Regions from separate parts of the Triticum aestivum genome. Here region 2 is linked to region 1. The links are chromatin contacts, called in public Hi-C maps. All regions are on one chromosome and are shown on one strand. Each heading gives the region's core, a stretch centred on a gene start, on an enhancer-like site or on the middle of the called end of the contact. The rest is flanking DNA. Distances are from core to core; before and after follow the strand shown. Region 1 holds the start of LOC123046965 (protein RCC2). Region 2 holds the start of LOC123046967.

What was found. A called contact is a pair of places that touch in the nucleus more often than the background predicts.
Region 2: a contact with region 1 is called in a Hi-C map of leaf, with 2.1 times the contacts expected there. The contact joins the promoter of LOC123046967 here to the promoter of LOC123046965 in region 1. A contact is called at or near these places in 2 of 5 Hi-C or Micro-C datasets (leaf and an unstated tissue).

What each region holds. Positions count from the first base shown.
Region 1 is chr2B:723,759,050-723,766,696 of IWGSC CS RefSeq v2.1, reverse strand. It overlaps LOC123046965 (protein RCC2), which reads left to right and starts at 3,257. Exons shown (of 16, transcript XM_044470424.1): 1 at 3,257-3,593; 2 at 4,832-4,893; 3 at 4,959-5,026; 4 at 5,211-5,332; 5 at 5,677-5,782; 6 at 5,915-5,966; 7 at 6,060-6,177; 8 at 6,267-6,297; 9 at 6,481-6,504; 10 at 6,584-6,708; 11 at 7,502-7,583. The coding sequence starts at 3,401.
Region 2 is chr2B:724,037,100-724,044,746 of IWGSC CS RefSeq v2.1, reverse strand. LOC123046967 reads right to left here and starts at 4,120. Exons shown (of 2, transcript XM_044470427.1): 1 at 3,548-4,120; 2 at 2,769-3,192. The coding sequence starts at 3,834. The coding sequence ends at 2,871. It overlaps LOC123046966 (endoribonuclease YBEY, chloroplastic), which reads left to right. Exons shown (of 13, transcript XM_044470425.1): 8 at 791-862; 9 at 1,178-1,297; 10 at 1,390-1,440; 11 at 1,562-1,747; 12 at 1,949-2,234; 13 at 2,321-2,525. The coding sequence ends at 1,657.

The DNA of each region.
Region 1 (7,647 bases), core at 2,008-4,507:
AATAATGCCCTGTTGCAGGAGTATACAATGGAGGAGGTTAAAAAATCCTTGTTCTCCATAGGGGATTTGAAGGCCCCGGGGCCCGACGGATTGCACGCAATCTTTTTTAGAAGGTGCTGGCATATATTGGGAGATAAATTGACGAAGGAGGTTCTAAATGCAATCAACCACAAGGTAATACCAGAGGGGTGGAATGACACTGTTATAGTTCTACTTCCTACGGTTGAAAGTCCTCAGCAAATTTCACAATTTAGGCCTATCAGTCTTTGTAACGTCCCGTACAAAATCATGTCGAAAATGACCGCATTCCGGTTGAAAAGAGTAGTGGATGAGATAATTTCCCCGGTACAAAGTGCGTTTGTACCAGGCAGGTTAATTATGGATAACATCTTGGTGGCATATGAATGTATACGTAAGATAAAATACTACAAAAAAGCAGAGATAAAAAACTACAAAAAAAGCAAAGACTAGCTACTGTGCTGTCAAGTTGGACATGCATAAGGCATATGATCGAGTCGACTGGAGATTTCTAGATAAGATGATGAGAAGGCTTGGTTTTCATGATAATTTTGTTGAGTTGATTATGTCATGTGTTAGATATGTGAAATATAGAGTAAGATATAATGACCAGGAGACAGAGGGATTTGTGCCATCTAGGGGTCCCCGTCAGGGGGATCCCTTGTCACCATATTTGTTCTTGATTTCTGCAGAGGGTTTGTCGAGTCTGTTGGCTCACCAAGAGGAGGTTCGTGGCATAGAAGGAGTAAAAGTGTGCAGGGGTGCACCATCAGTTTCACATTTACTACTTGCTGATGATTCCTTGATCCTTATGAAGGCGGATTTAAATAATGCAACCTCGGTGAGACAAGTGCTTGACCAATATTGCACGAGTTCTGGATAGTCGGTGAGTGAAGGGAAATGCATTTATTTTAGTCCATGTGTGGATGTGGAAACAAAAGCAAGTATGTGTGTAGAACTTAATATAATGACCGATGCTTTATCTGACAAGTATCTCGGTTTGCCTGCTATGGTTGGAGTGGACAGAAGTGATAGCTTTTCCTACTTGGTGGAGAGGGTGATTGCTCGGATAAAGGGCTGGAAGGAGAAATTTCTTTCTCTCAGAGGTAAAGAAATCCTACTTAAAGCAGTCATTCAGTCTCTGCCGGTTTTTGCAATGGGAGTGTTTAAGATCCCGAAGAAAATATGTTAGGAAACTACAGATGCCATGGCTAGTTTTTGGTGGGGTGACGAAGAGGATCAAAAAAGGATGCATTGGTGGGCATGGTGGCGAATGTGCATACCAAAAAATGAGGGTGGAATGGGCTTCCTTGACCTTCATGCTTTTAACCTCGCGATGGTAGCCAAACAATGTTGGAGATTGATCTCTAATCCAGATGCGTTATGGGCTCATATGCTTTGTGCGAAATACTATCCGGATGGTAATATTTTGAAGGCAGGGAACAAAAAAGGATCTTCCTTTACTTGGCAGTCTATTATTTCTGGAATCCAAACTTTCAAGAGAGGTCATATTTGGCGTGTTGGGACATGATCTGAAATCAATCTATGCAATGACTGCTGGGTGCCAAACAACCCAACTAGAAAGGTTTTGACACCTAAGGGGGCTTGTTTGCTGACCAGAGTGGAAGAATTGGTTGATCCGTACTCAGGAGAGTGGAATGAAGCACTCATCATAAACATCTTCTTCCCTATAGATGCTGAGAGGATTTTGAGAATTCCACTGAATGTTTAGGTGGTGGAGGGTTTTGTAGCATGTAACTTTACTAAATCATATGCCTTTGCAGTTTGCTCTGCGTACTATGTAGAGTGGCACCACCAGCATGATTCATAGGTAAGACGAAGTGATGGACAGGGGTCTTCGATGACTAATTCAGTGTGGGATATTCTTTGGAAGTTGAAAGTGCCAAGTAAGGTCAAGATATTTGCGTGGAAAGCTCTACATGGTGTAGTTGCCACTCGACCCATTTTAGCAAATAGACACATTAAGGTGTCTCCGCAATGTTCTTTATGCTCAGAGGAAGCAGAGGACATCAAGCACTTGATATTTTCTTGTCAGCGTGCCAAGGAAGTTTGGAATGCATTGGGTATTTAAGAAGTTGTAGATAATGCATTGAGGGTAGACCGATCTGGCAGCATAGTCATGGTGGAGATAATTCGAAACAAGACAAATATTAGACCGATTCTCCCAAACATTGGTGTTGCAGAATTGGTTGTCGTGGGCGCTTGGTATATATGGTGGCTGAGGAGAGAGTTTGTGAAAGGAAACCAAGTGACTTCGCCCAGCAGGACAACTTTCACTATCATCGCAATCACATCGAACTTTGCAGCGGCTCGGAGTGTGGTACAATCACAAAAAATACCATGGCAGAAACCTCCTGTTGGCAGCTACAAGATGAACGTGGACGCATCTTTTTTCCAAGATGGGTCAGGAGCAGCAGCGGCAGTGATTCAGAATTACAAGGGGGAGACAATAGCAGGTGGCTCATGGCTTTTGAATAACGTGTATGATGCTAGCACAACTGAAACTTTAGCTTTGCAAAAGGGCCTGATATTGCTTGAAAATACAGGCTGCAATGGGGTTATCATGAAGTCTGATTCGCTGGAATTAATCCAAGCTTGCACTGGCATGAATGAAGTTTTAAGCCCAGCCACGACGATATTTGCAGTTTGTTTCCAGTGAGCAACAAGATTAGGTACAATGAGCTTTCAACACTGTTCTAGGGACGCTAATAGGGCCGCACATAATTTAGCGAGGCACGTTTATTATTCTAAAGTTGTAGTTTTTCTTGGATGGTGATCCTCCTAGCTTTATTCTTTCAGATATAATCTTCGATGTAACTGTGATTTGAAAGTAATAAAGCTCGCCCTAGGGCATTTCCCCTTAATAATAATAATTTTTTTTTAGCAGTACTGTTCTACCATCGCGTTGCTCGTGGGCTTAACCCGACACGGGCACCCCACAACCCCCAACGGCCCACAAGTCAGCATCGCATGTCCCACCGAAAAGGAAACCCACAAAGTCGAGCCGCGCCCTCAACCAAAAACACAAATGCTCTCCCATAAACCACGACCAAACCCAATGACCGGTGGCCCCGACAACCGAACGGTCCCACAGGCCAGCCTCACACCACAAGCAAACGCGCACGAAAATCTCCACGATCTCTCTAACTGGCGCCGCACGCGGGAGCCCCACTGCACTGCGGCTGCGGCGGGATAAATATCCTGCCGCAGAAAAGTGTTTCAATCGAATCGGGAGGTTGGTGGTATCGTTTTTCGATTTCAAAAACCGCCCTCCTCCGCTTGCCTGCCCTTTTCCGCCTGCTCGCCGCATCTAGGGTTTCCGGCCCCCCGAAACCGCCCCGCCGCCCCGCCGCCGGCGAGAATGTCGGCCAGCGCCGCGCCCGAGAAGGCCGCCGCCCCCGCCGGGTCCGGCGGGGAGCTGCTCTACTGCGGCGCCACCAACTTCGACGCCATCAACCGCAAGCTGGCCAGCGGGATGCAGGGCAACCTCGTGTCCCCGACGCGGCTGCGCTCGCTCATGGGCGTCGACATCGTCTCCGTCGCCTCCGGCTGCAGTGAGGCCCCTTCGCCCCTTCCTCCCTCTCCTCCCTCCCCGCGTTCTGTGACGATTCCGTGGTTTGTTTCGGGGGGGATGGATGGGGACTGGCGCGCTTCGAAATGTTTCGAGTATGTGGGTTAGCAGCGCCGCACGGGTGCGAAACGAGGGAAGTAGTTACCACGAAAGGAAGATAAAAGAGATGAGGGAAGTAGAGTTTGTCTCTAGTTCTCTGCTAGTTTCACGTTCGTGGGTGCTCTGGAGGAGATTACCCTGGAATTCTGCCGTTATGTTAGTTGCTAGCAAGTCGATGCTGCAGGTTGTGCCGCAAGGCCTCCCTGTACCATGATGTGTGTATGTATTATATGACATTTTCAGCTAGGAGTCCGCTACAGCACGACCAACCGAGCACGCGGTACATGCGTGCTGACAGCAGGCTTTTCAGTGTCGGCTATTGCGTCATCAGCTAACGGCAGTGTGCGATCACATCACCCAAGATCAAACAGCGTGGAACTGCATCGTGCTGGAAGCTGTTTTTTTTCTGAAAGTCCGCTCCAGATATTTGTCGTTTCCGCAAACCTTAATGGCATTTGTGATCTTAGACATGCCTGAATTGTATGTTGCAGCGGAAATCACCGGCCTGAATTTGCTAGGTTGTCTCTGTCTGTATAACCTCCATATTTATTCCCATTCTCTTCTCTCAACCCTGCTATCTGCCACGCGTCGTTCCTCGTTCCCTGATTCCACAGCCTGCCAAGCTCTTCGTTGACAGCCGTGCAGACCTTGTAGTGCTTATTACATTCCTAATCCTGAGACCGTGACACCTCTGCCTTTTATTAACCTCACAATTCCATCCATAAGTGCCACAGGGAGGTGTGTAACCTAGGTAACTGCAGAAGGGTACAAAATGATTTCCCTCAACACTAACACTGCTTTCTATGCAAGCTTTTCTTGGTCGTCACTAGCAATCTTGTCAGGCAAAGCAATGCTTTTGTCGTGATATCAAACAGCCATTCTTGTCTAGCAAGGCCAGGACTAGGTGGATGCTAGCCTGAGAACCAAATGAACCCAGGAATGAGTAAGCGAGGGAGAGAGGCAGAGATTGTTCTCTTGAATCGTTACAGGGTTTCTTCTCTTACCATGACATGTTTGTCTTCTGTCATCCTTAGTTTCAACTGATATCTTATTGTTAGCTTTACATACTTGGGGACCCTACATACCTTGGCACTTTGTTGATGATTTCTTTTATTTTGCCAGCCGCTTGCCACTGTGTTGCTTTGGGTGCTGATGGGCGTTGCTATACATGGGGTCGCAATGAGGTATAAATATAGCTCCATAGTTGATTTTATTTGATGTGGTACTCAGCACTATTACTTTCTAGCAGAAGGGGCAGTTGGGACATGGGGATACTCTTCAACGTAGCCTACCGACTGTTGTTTCTGAACTATCAAAGTAAGATAACTGTCTGCAATACCTATTTCCTTACCTCCATATGAATTTTTTAATAGCTGTGTACTGCATATTTTATTGCTAAATTCACGAACTGAGCAGTTCTAGTCTAGTTGCAACGGTTATAGGTGGTAAAGGTTGCCTCAGTATGTGTTTAAATGCTAATGAGCAGTTTTTCGTTGTGCAGATATAAAATAATTAAAGCAAGTGTTGGAAAAAATCATACAGTGGTTGTAACTGATGACGGGAAGTCCTTCGCATTTGGCCACAACAAATCTGGACAGTTGGGGACAGGTTCCCTAAAGAATGGTTGGTACTTCTTTCATTTCTTTGTGGTTGATATGGCATCAGCATTATAAAATTGTTGTGTGAAGAAATAATCTTTACTTGGGCAATTAGGGTTGTGTCTGCTTGGAGAATGCTTGATATTTGTTTTCTTGAAATTTTTCAACATGCTATCTCTTGTCGAGCCATTAATGATCTAATTTAGTTGTCCCATGCAACCTATTACATCTTACAAATGTGCAAGACACTCCAGGTCTTTTAATTGTTTAGGATGACCGACTAAATTTTAGAATATTATGAGCAGTTTATTTTACCTTTTGGTTCTTACACTACTGTTTCTTGTCCCTGTTGTTCTAAAATTGCTGCAGAAATTGAGGCATCGCCAGTGCCCTGTCTTGTGACGGAAGTGACTGGTGTTGCTTGTGGTGGTGATTTTACTGTCTGGCTGTCGTCAGTCGAGGGCTCTACTATACTGTATGTCCTACTGAAATTTGTGAAACTTAAGCATCTTGATCTCCTTCCAATTGATATTTTTTTGTTGTTGTAGTTAGTGAGTGATGTTTGTCAGTTTTATAACCAGTGTTTCATTCTTCTGTGCTTTTTCAGTACAGCAGGCCTTCCTCAGTATGGCCAACTTGGTCATGGAACCGACAATGAGGTTTATTGCTACCCCGGAAAACAAACCTGTCAATTTTATTATTATCATCATCACCATCATCAAATAATTCTGTTTTGATTCATGCTATTGCAGTACAATACCAAAGATTCGTCAGTAAAGCTATCATATGATCCTCAGCCCCGTCCCAGGGCAATAGCTACATTATCTGAGAAAACTATTGTCAAAGTTGCATGCGGAACAAACCATACAGGTACTTTCTACTCTCTTTATTTTTAATATTTCTTTTGAATCGTCTGGATTAACACTAATCCCCGCACCTTTTTTTTACTTCTATTGCAGTTGCAGTTGATTCGAGTGGCTTTGTTTACACGTATGTTCTTTATCCATCATTTGCTTGACACAGTTAAAACACACTAGTTATGACCTATACTGTAATGTCTAACATATGCTGTTCCAAGTTCCTTCCTTTATTACATACAATTTGTTAAAGTCCTGTTTTCTCTTTTCTTATGCAAATAGTTGTGTTTTACTCTTTTCTTTTTTATTTTGCCAGATGGGGGTATGGCGGATATGGAAGGTAAGATATTCTTGTCATGCATTTGCTATAATCTTGATATATCCAACAATATTCATCTGACCACTTGCTTATTACATAGGTTGGGCCACAGAGAACAGAAGGACGAGTGGCAACCTCGCCTCGTTGAAATATTTCAAAGGCACAATGTTCTGCCTCCCAATGCTATTCTGTCAGCTGGTTCTGCAAATTGTGCATGCACTGCTGGTATGACATAGCTTTCTGTGACGCACAGAATATTTTATAATGCGTTTTGGTGTATAAATTATTAGGAGTTCATTATTGGGCCTTATCACAAAAATATATTAGGAAGGAGCAGTTTTGAGCTTGTAGATGGCCAAGTATTCAGTTATGTTTGTGTAGCACATTGGTTATATGTTGTCTGGATGAGGTGATTGTACAATTATTGATGCATCTCAGGAAAATGGCTTAGGCCATTGAGTTTGTAATGGAACCTAGCCTTCTACACACCGATACTGTTCCTCAAGCCTGTCAAATATCATTGTACCAGGAATAGTTTCTGTGATTGCATACATACACTTGGAGGCAGTTAATTGCTTTAGCAGGTTGTTTGTTCCAGTAAGCATTTTCTAGAGCAAGGCTATTCATGAAGTTTTCTTGTCACTTGATGTTTTGAGCATTCAGCCAAATTGTCCTGTTTTGTGGGCGATGGCTTTATCACTCTGATGGTCAAGTAATTTTCTGAAGTATGGAAGCCATGTATATTTTTGTTTGTCTATAAGTTCTCTGCTTGGGTTTAGGTGCATTATAATGTGACATGCATCAACCTAGTTTCCCATGTGCTTGGGTCTACAGTTATTCAAGTAGTTTCTTCTTCTGCCAGTTAGATGAGATTTCATACCATATACCACTATAAAGGGTTTGTGACAAATATTAATTATATACCTTGAATTCTCCCAACCAGATTGTGTTGATTATGTTGTACCATTTATAACTGAAACATTACCATTAACTGTTGATCATTTTGTTTGATTATTAGGCGGGGGGCAGTTGTACATGTGGGGAAAGATGAAGAGTACAGGCGATGACACGATGTATCCGAAGCCACTAATGGATTTGAGGTTCCTTACAAACTGTTAATAATTGCAGAATAATATAGTGATGAACAGTGACCCACATTTAGCT
Region 2 (7,647 bases), core at 2,871-5,370, 280 kb before region 1:
CCAACATGTGGCTTCGGCCTTAATCTTATCTACGAGTACGGTGACCGAGGGGCGCGCGTTCTCGAAGACGCACTCATTGCGGTGTTTCCAAATCATCCAAGGGACGAGCATGGCGATGGATTGTAGGCCTTTCCGTAGCGCGTGTGGGGTCTGCCCTTTCGTGCGTTGCCACCAGTCCGTGAGGGTGGGTTCGTTGCTTGGCGGTTGAGAAGGTATCCTCGCCCAAGCCAGCACGTCATGCCAGACCTGCCGCGAGAACGGGCATTCTAGGAGCAAGTGCCACATCGTCTCTGGGGCCTGATCACAAAGAAGGCATCGTGGGTGGTGTTGTAGGCCGCGACGGGCGAGTCTGTCTGCCGTCCAACACCGGTCCTGGCTAGCCAGCCAATGAAAGAAATGGACACGGCGTGGTGCCCAGCTCTTCCAGGTAAGCTTCCAGGAAGGGCATTTCATGGATCCGTGGAAGGTTGCGGCGTAGCATGACCGTGCCGTGTAAGTGCCACTGGCCGTCCATCTCCAGAGCATGCGGTCGGGCCGGTTTGACAAGCCGATGTGCTGCACTGCCTGCCAAAGTCTGAGATATTGGCCAATCTCATGGATCCCTATCACTCCTTGAATGTCACGGGCCCAGGCATTGCCCGCTAGGCCGGCGGCCACCGTTCTTGACTTGCGTTGCCGTTTGGGGATGCATTGGTAGCTTGTTTGAGGCTTTGAGCAATAGTAAGAATATGTTCTTTTTTTCAATCGACATTTACCCTTATAAAGTTATATTTTGCTCTGTTCGCTGCAGGGTTCGCTTGTATATGGGGAGCATGGCCAACTTATTTATAGAGCAAACTTGGATGTGGATATATGCAAGGAGGTAGTGATTTACCCTTTTACAGTATGTCAGCTGATTACTTTCTGCCGTACTTCTGTCAGAAATTTAGTGCTGCGCCTGCTCATCTTCCATCAAACTTTTAATATTACCTACTGTTCTTTTTATTAGGAGGATTTGCGGGGCATTTCGTGTCTTGTCAGTTCTTTATCGTGAATGTGGATGTTAGGCATGAAATGTGCTATCATTGAGCTTGAATCATTTTCATATCAGTTTTGACTTGTTAAGGTTGTGTGCCCCTTTTAGCGATGTATAAGATCGTCAGGTATTATATTTAAATTTCTTTTGTTCCATTTGCAGGCATGTTTGTACTCCTTGAAGCATAAAATTCCTCTTGTTGCATACTGTGAGGAACAATGTTTGACCTTGTTTGAACATCCTTCTGTCGACTTGTTGCACACTGTGCACCATGAGACCAAGGTACAATATTTAGGTTTTTGCTAGATAAACTTCTCTTTTCTTCCTTTCCAACTATATTAAGCAGTTGAGCCAACATTGAGGTTTTGTCATAGGTAAAAGTGATGCCTTCAGTTGAGGACCTCTTGGAATATTCATCGATTCAGGTTTGTTATTGTAACTATGGCAAATGCAAAGTGGATGTGCCATTTATAAGGATGATGAGTTTTCCTATCTTTGGATCAGTTTTGTTTAGAGTGAACTTACATGGTTTACTTGCATTTGCAGAAGTTGCTTTTCCTTGGCAACACGGATGAAGATTTTTCTGTCCTCACACGGCATTGGTCGGGACTAACAGAAGGGAAAGCATGTGTTATCAAATAGCAGCCAAATGCAATTGAGATTGTTCCCCTTGATGCTTCAAAAGGTGGTGGTATAAGGGCTCTACTTGATCATCTCGGATTAACTGAAGATGTATGAATTTGTTCCCGTCAATGCACTGCATTTTTACTGTTCCTTTTGTACCTTATTTCATCTTCTTTATTTTTAAAGGAATGTAGTAGGGGAATCCCCTGCTGCGATTTTGTACCTTATTTCATCTTTCTATTGTGCTCGCTTAGAAAGCATCACCACCACTAGAATGTATTTACAAGCATTATATGTCTGCTTATGCAGTCTGATCTTGAGGCGGTCGGAGACTATACCAGATGGCTAAGCAACAAGTGATCCAACTGACATGACGAAGCATTCTTTAGCAAGAGAGTGCTGATTGAGAGCTTCAGATATTCTAGGAAATGTCATATATGGAATTTACAAAAGACAAGGTATTGTGGTCTGGGAACTATGGAGAGTCGCAAGTTTGTGATACTATCCTTTAGGGCTGGCTACCAAAAGGGTTTGTGCATTGTGCATGTTGGAAAAGGGATGTGGGTGTTGGAGTGGCAAATTTGATCTCCTTCAGGTGATTTGGTTTTGAAGTTTAAAACCATGCTCTTGTAGTAGTAGTTTCATTGGTTTTTATGAGAGCCTTTCTCTTGTTGTTAACAGATGTCCTTCATGGAGGTGAGGAGAAAAGAAAACCAGACGAGCTTGTTTAGACAAACACCAAGTGAAATCACATGTTTCGACTTGTGATAACCTAATAGAAATATTCTTGTGGCCCTTGACTCCCTCTTTTTGCGAATGTTGTGGCCCTTGACTCTGATGAACATGTCATCGTAATCATTCATGGCAATACTGATTTTCCACAGAATACCTGTACAGTTGCTTTCAGGAACATCTCTTATCGTTCCTTAATAAATGGTTCCCCTAACTTGTGGCATCGTGTGTATAAGAGAATAGATGGTGTACCACCTACCATCATGGGCAAGTTTAACACAAGGAGCTGTGTCTATTGAGTTTTTCCGATTATGACTAGACCAAGTGTCACTTTATTCATTTTTACAGTTAACTTTCATATAGGCTAAAATAAAATCAGACATAAGAGAAATCAGGCTGATCTCAGAATGAGAAATTAGTTTGAATTTCCATGTGAAAGTGTACAGTAAGTACTGTATGTTCATGGGAAGTGGAGTCCTGGCATTCTAGTTGTAGCTAGTTAAGAGTTCATATGCATTTGTACATCTTCCTTGTTCTGGTGTGCAGGTAAATTGGCACTCCTGAACAAGAGGTTGGTGCTGCTTGCTCTGGACATTTGACAAGCAAATGAACTTTTTGAGGGCCTCTTGGCTATCATCTTGTTGCATGTCCTCGGTGAGTGATTTGACCGCTGGTTCATGCCTGATCCCGCTGTATAGCTCTTGCATGTCTTCATCCTCTTGCTGTAGGTAACTTCCTTTCCAAGGTCTTGAAGACATGTAGCATAAGATATCGATGTGAATGATTGGGACTTCCCTTGGTAGTACTTGGACAACCCTCTCCTGTGGAAATTAAATTATTTGTCAGAGATGGTAGTCTGAATAATTTGCAATATGAAGTGGATTCTATAGAAGTTATATGGAAAGAAGCGTGACATTGTGTTCTCTAGTTATTCAGTATGTATTTTAGGAAAATATTCATAACCAATGAATTAAATACTTGTCCTGTGCAAAGTGGGACCTCACAAGCTAATCACTTAGGAGCATGTCATTTTAAATTCGGCCATCCGATTTGAAGACCTGTTAGCGTAGCATGCATGTTCTTGGAAAGGGTGACAAAGTTTTGGTGTTTTCATACAGGTAGGGAAACGCAAACGGGCAAATTCCATGTTATCAAGGTGCAAAGCATGTACTCTACCTGGCAGGAAGCTGGGCTAGCAGCGAAGACAGCTCGTAGAGAGGTCCCTCGGCCTCAGAGTCCAGCTGCAAGGTGCTCGATGACGCTGAAGACGACCCCGAGGAATGATCATCGGGCGGGGAGTAACTCGACCCATCACCCAGATCCGACGCCAATGAGCACGACGACGACCCGCTGGACGCCCCTGAGGGCGAGGTGCAAGAAGCAGCGTCGGGGTGATCATCTTCTCCTTGGCAGACGCAGGCGGCGGCCTCACGGCGCAGAGCCTTGTTGCAAGGTCCATCCATTTCAGGGCCTGAACAGGAGGCACGGGCAATGGTTATCTCTTGGCTTGGGATGTTGGGAGCTTGGACGGCAAAGGAGAGGACCCCATATATATGCAGACTTTACTACGCGAGGGGTGGGGAAAAAGAAGAACCGTTGCCGTGGGCAGGCGGGCGTCTTGCTCGTTCAGATAGGCCTCCGTCGACTGGCGCCGAAAGTAAAACCAAGCCTATCCTTGCGACCTTGCCGTGCAGAGCGTCGGTCTTATCACCTACGTTACTGTCTGGAGTGTTTGCGCATGTGGAAACACTCGTTTCCGGGGGCGCAAGAGACGGAAACATGTGTTGCTTGCTGGGAGCAATCAATTATGTATAATCGGGGCATGTGAACTACACTGGCTCACGAGGATAAGCATCTTATCTTAGGGGACTCTGTCGACCGATCGGCGGGGGTGAGGAAGAAAATGGGGGCTTATCTCCGCGGATTAGCCGGGATAAGATAGATTACGGTGGCGACATGGTGCTTTCAGTTAGGAGTTTGATTTATGCCAAGGGCTGGTAACTGCTGCCGCGAGATTAGCTTTGTTTATTCGGGTCTCTAGAGCTGCTTGCTACAGAAAGAATCACGCAAATATATACTCCCAACATCTCAAAATAAGTGTCTCAATTTTTGTACAAGACGGATGATGCGATTGCTGTCTCAAACAAAGTTTTTTTTAACTGGTCTCAGACTCGATTTGGATAGGGTGGAAACGGGGTGCATGGTTTAAAGCCTGTTTGTTTGTTTGGGAGATACCAACTTTGTCGACGTGAGTTGTTAGCAAAATTGCCAGAAAGGTTTACTTGGTGTGGCTTGAAGCAAAAGATAAACCTAGCAGAGTCAAACTTGCCTTTTCTAGGTGGCATCACCATGACTAGTTTTATTCCAACTCAAACAGAGATACATCATCCACAGTCTATTCGAATGATCGATTAAGACCCTAGCCATGATTGCTAGCTCGTGCGGGTCACTATTTGTCTCACGCATACAATGCTTAATAAAAAGATTCCCCAAACCTAAATATCGCCAATGATCGGAGCAACCATGGTAGAGAAAGTAGTCCCCCCCCCCTCCCCCCCTATTGAAAGATGCACATGCTTTGTGCAATCCAACCGCACCATGAGGTACCGAACTCCGATGCTTGAAGCCAGCTCGGTCCTCGCTTGAGGGCCATGGCCTGTGGTTTGAGCATCGATGATTGGTCCTTAGTGACGATTCTGTGTTGCAATGAAGTCCCCTTTATAGTTCCAAGTAATGGTGCCACAAGTTGCAGAGTTGTTTTCATACGGAAATGTTGCATCAGCATTGAACATAAGTTGGGATGCACTATTTCTATTCTTTTTGATTTAAAAATCATGTAAACTTAGGCTCCGTTCGATCTGCAGGAATTATGCAGGAAACTTTGCAGGCTTGCTTTCCTTCGAAAAAATAAACTGTGATGCGTTCGGTTCAAAGGATCATTTGTCCCTTGCTCCATAGGAAAGCGTACTTGCCCTGTACTTTTCACGGGAAACAGAAAATCCACTGGAACCCAATGTTTGGGCGAAAGGCCGATGCAAGTTGTCAGCTAGTCGAATAAAAAAAATCCTTACATGCATGGGAATCAAGCCAGCCGCCGTGTAGGTCGCATGTCCGGCTGAATAAAAAGTATTTTTTTCTCGAATACGCACGAGAGTGCGTATTATGCATTAAAGAGGGAGTAGGGTAAAGAACCCCTCCATGTTGGTGTTACATGATCAAATTACATGAACCCAACTCCACGCAAGTAACATCTAAACCTATCCTCTCCATGCAGCCCACGTTGTCAACTCCCCTAGGAAAGATGCTATGTCTCCTTTCAGTAGCCCCGCTTGCTTCCACGCCCGTCCCTCGTCATCTATTCTACCAATTACATGGCTTATCAAGGGTGTTGCTCCATCAAAGACAATTGCGTTGCGGTGTTTCCATATCTCCCACATTACGAGAGTGAGGATAGCCCGGATGTCCTTCCCGCTGCGCCCGGGTCCGGTCTTGCTCTCACACCATGTGAAGCGCGTCGGTCGGTGATGGAATCCAGTCCTACTTGCCCATGCCTTGGCATATGATCGTCCAAATCTGTCGGGTGAATACACAAGTAAGAAGCAGATGGTTGATTGTTTCCTCTCCTTGGTCGCATAGTGGGCATGCCTCCTGTTGATCCAATCCTCTGTGAGCTAGTCGATCGGACATCCATCATCGGTTGCATAGGGCGAGCCAAAGGAAGAAAAAACATTGCATGGGCGCCTTGGATTTCCATGTAAATTCCGAAGTTGGTGCAACTTCCCGACTCCAGAACTTAGCCGCGTAGGCAGACTTGGTCGAGAAGCAGCCGTTCGCCTCCCAAGCCTAGGAAATCGAGTCTTGTGCTCCCTCTTGAAGGGGCTCTTCATGGACTGCAGCCCAGAGGCCCAGGTATTCTTAGAGTAGGGTCGGTGTGAGCTCAGGCCCAATATCACGTGCCCAACTTCCCTCTGAGAGAGCCTGATGTACCATTCACGCTGCTCTGGTCTTGCTACGTACTTTCTTGTAGACGTTTGGAGCAATTTCATGTACTCTACGCCCGTGCAGCCACCTATCCTCCCAGAAGAATGTATTCTTTCCATCTCCCACCGTAGCTACCGTCGTGGCCTGGAAGAGTTGATTCGATTCCTTCGGGACATTGATGTTAAATTCAACCCAGGGTCTAGTGTGGTCAAAGCGCTGCAACCACGGTCATCTTGCTTGCATTGCTGTGTTCAGCCAGGCCAAGTTGGGGATGCCGAGACCACTTGCCCACACGGGTGCACAGACCAAATCCCAAGCTACCTTGCATTGGCCTCCATTTGCTCTATCCTTGGTGCACCAGAGGAAGCCACAACAGATTTTGTTCATTGCGGAGATTGTCTTTTGCGGGATGTCAAGTGCCAGCATTGCGTTAAGCGGGATGGCGCAGAGAACTGACTTGATGAGGAGGATGCGTCCGCTCTTGGGCATGGCAGCAGCTTTCCATCTTGGCAGGGCTGCAGCCATCTGATCCACCAAGCCCGAGAGTTGGGTGACCGATAACTTGCGGATGGTGAGAGGTAGCCCGAGGTATCTGCATGGGAAGACGCCACTTGAGCAGCCAATTGTCTCTAGAACCCTCTCCCAAGTGCCAGTAGGGCATCGAATGGGGTAGGTTGCGCTCTTCTGCATGTTTACCTGCAGTCCGGAAGCCTCGTCGAACAATCGCAGGAGAGAGGAGCAGGCTTGGATGTCCTGGATATTGTGTTTGACAAAGATCATGACGTCATCCGCAAACATTGAGAGACGGTGCTCCATTCCTCTTGGTGCTAAGGGGGACATGATTCCTCTCGAGGTAGCAAGCTCAAACATCCGCTGCAGTGGCTCCATAATCAGAATGAAGAGCATCGGCGAGAGCGGGGCGCCCTGCCTCAACCCTTTGCAGTTGTATATTTGCCTTCCCGGAGTGCCATTAACCATGATTCTAGTTGATGAGGTATACAAGAGCCCACAGATCCACGTTATCCACTTTGTCCCAAAGCCCATGGCATGCAAGACTTCGATGAGGAAAGGCCAGTGAACAGAATCAAAAGCTTTGGAGATATCGAGCTTGATCATTGCTGCTGGTTCTCTTAGAGCATGTAGGCGGCGCGCCGTGCATTGCACAAGCATGAAACTGTCATGTATGGACCTGCCTTTCACAAAAACACTTTGGTGTTTGACCATGAGGGATGGCAGGTCCGAAGTTAGCCTGGTGGCCAAAGCTTTGTCAAAGATCTTGATCGCACCGTGCACCA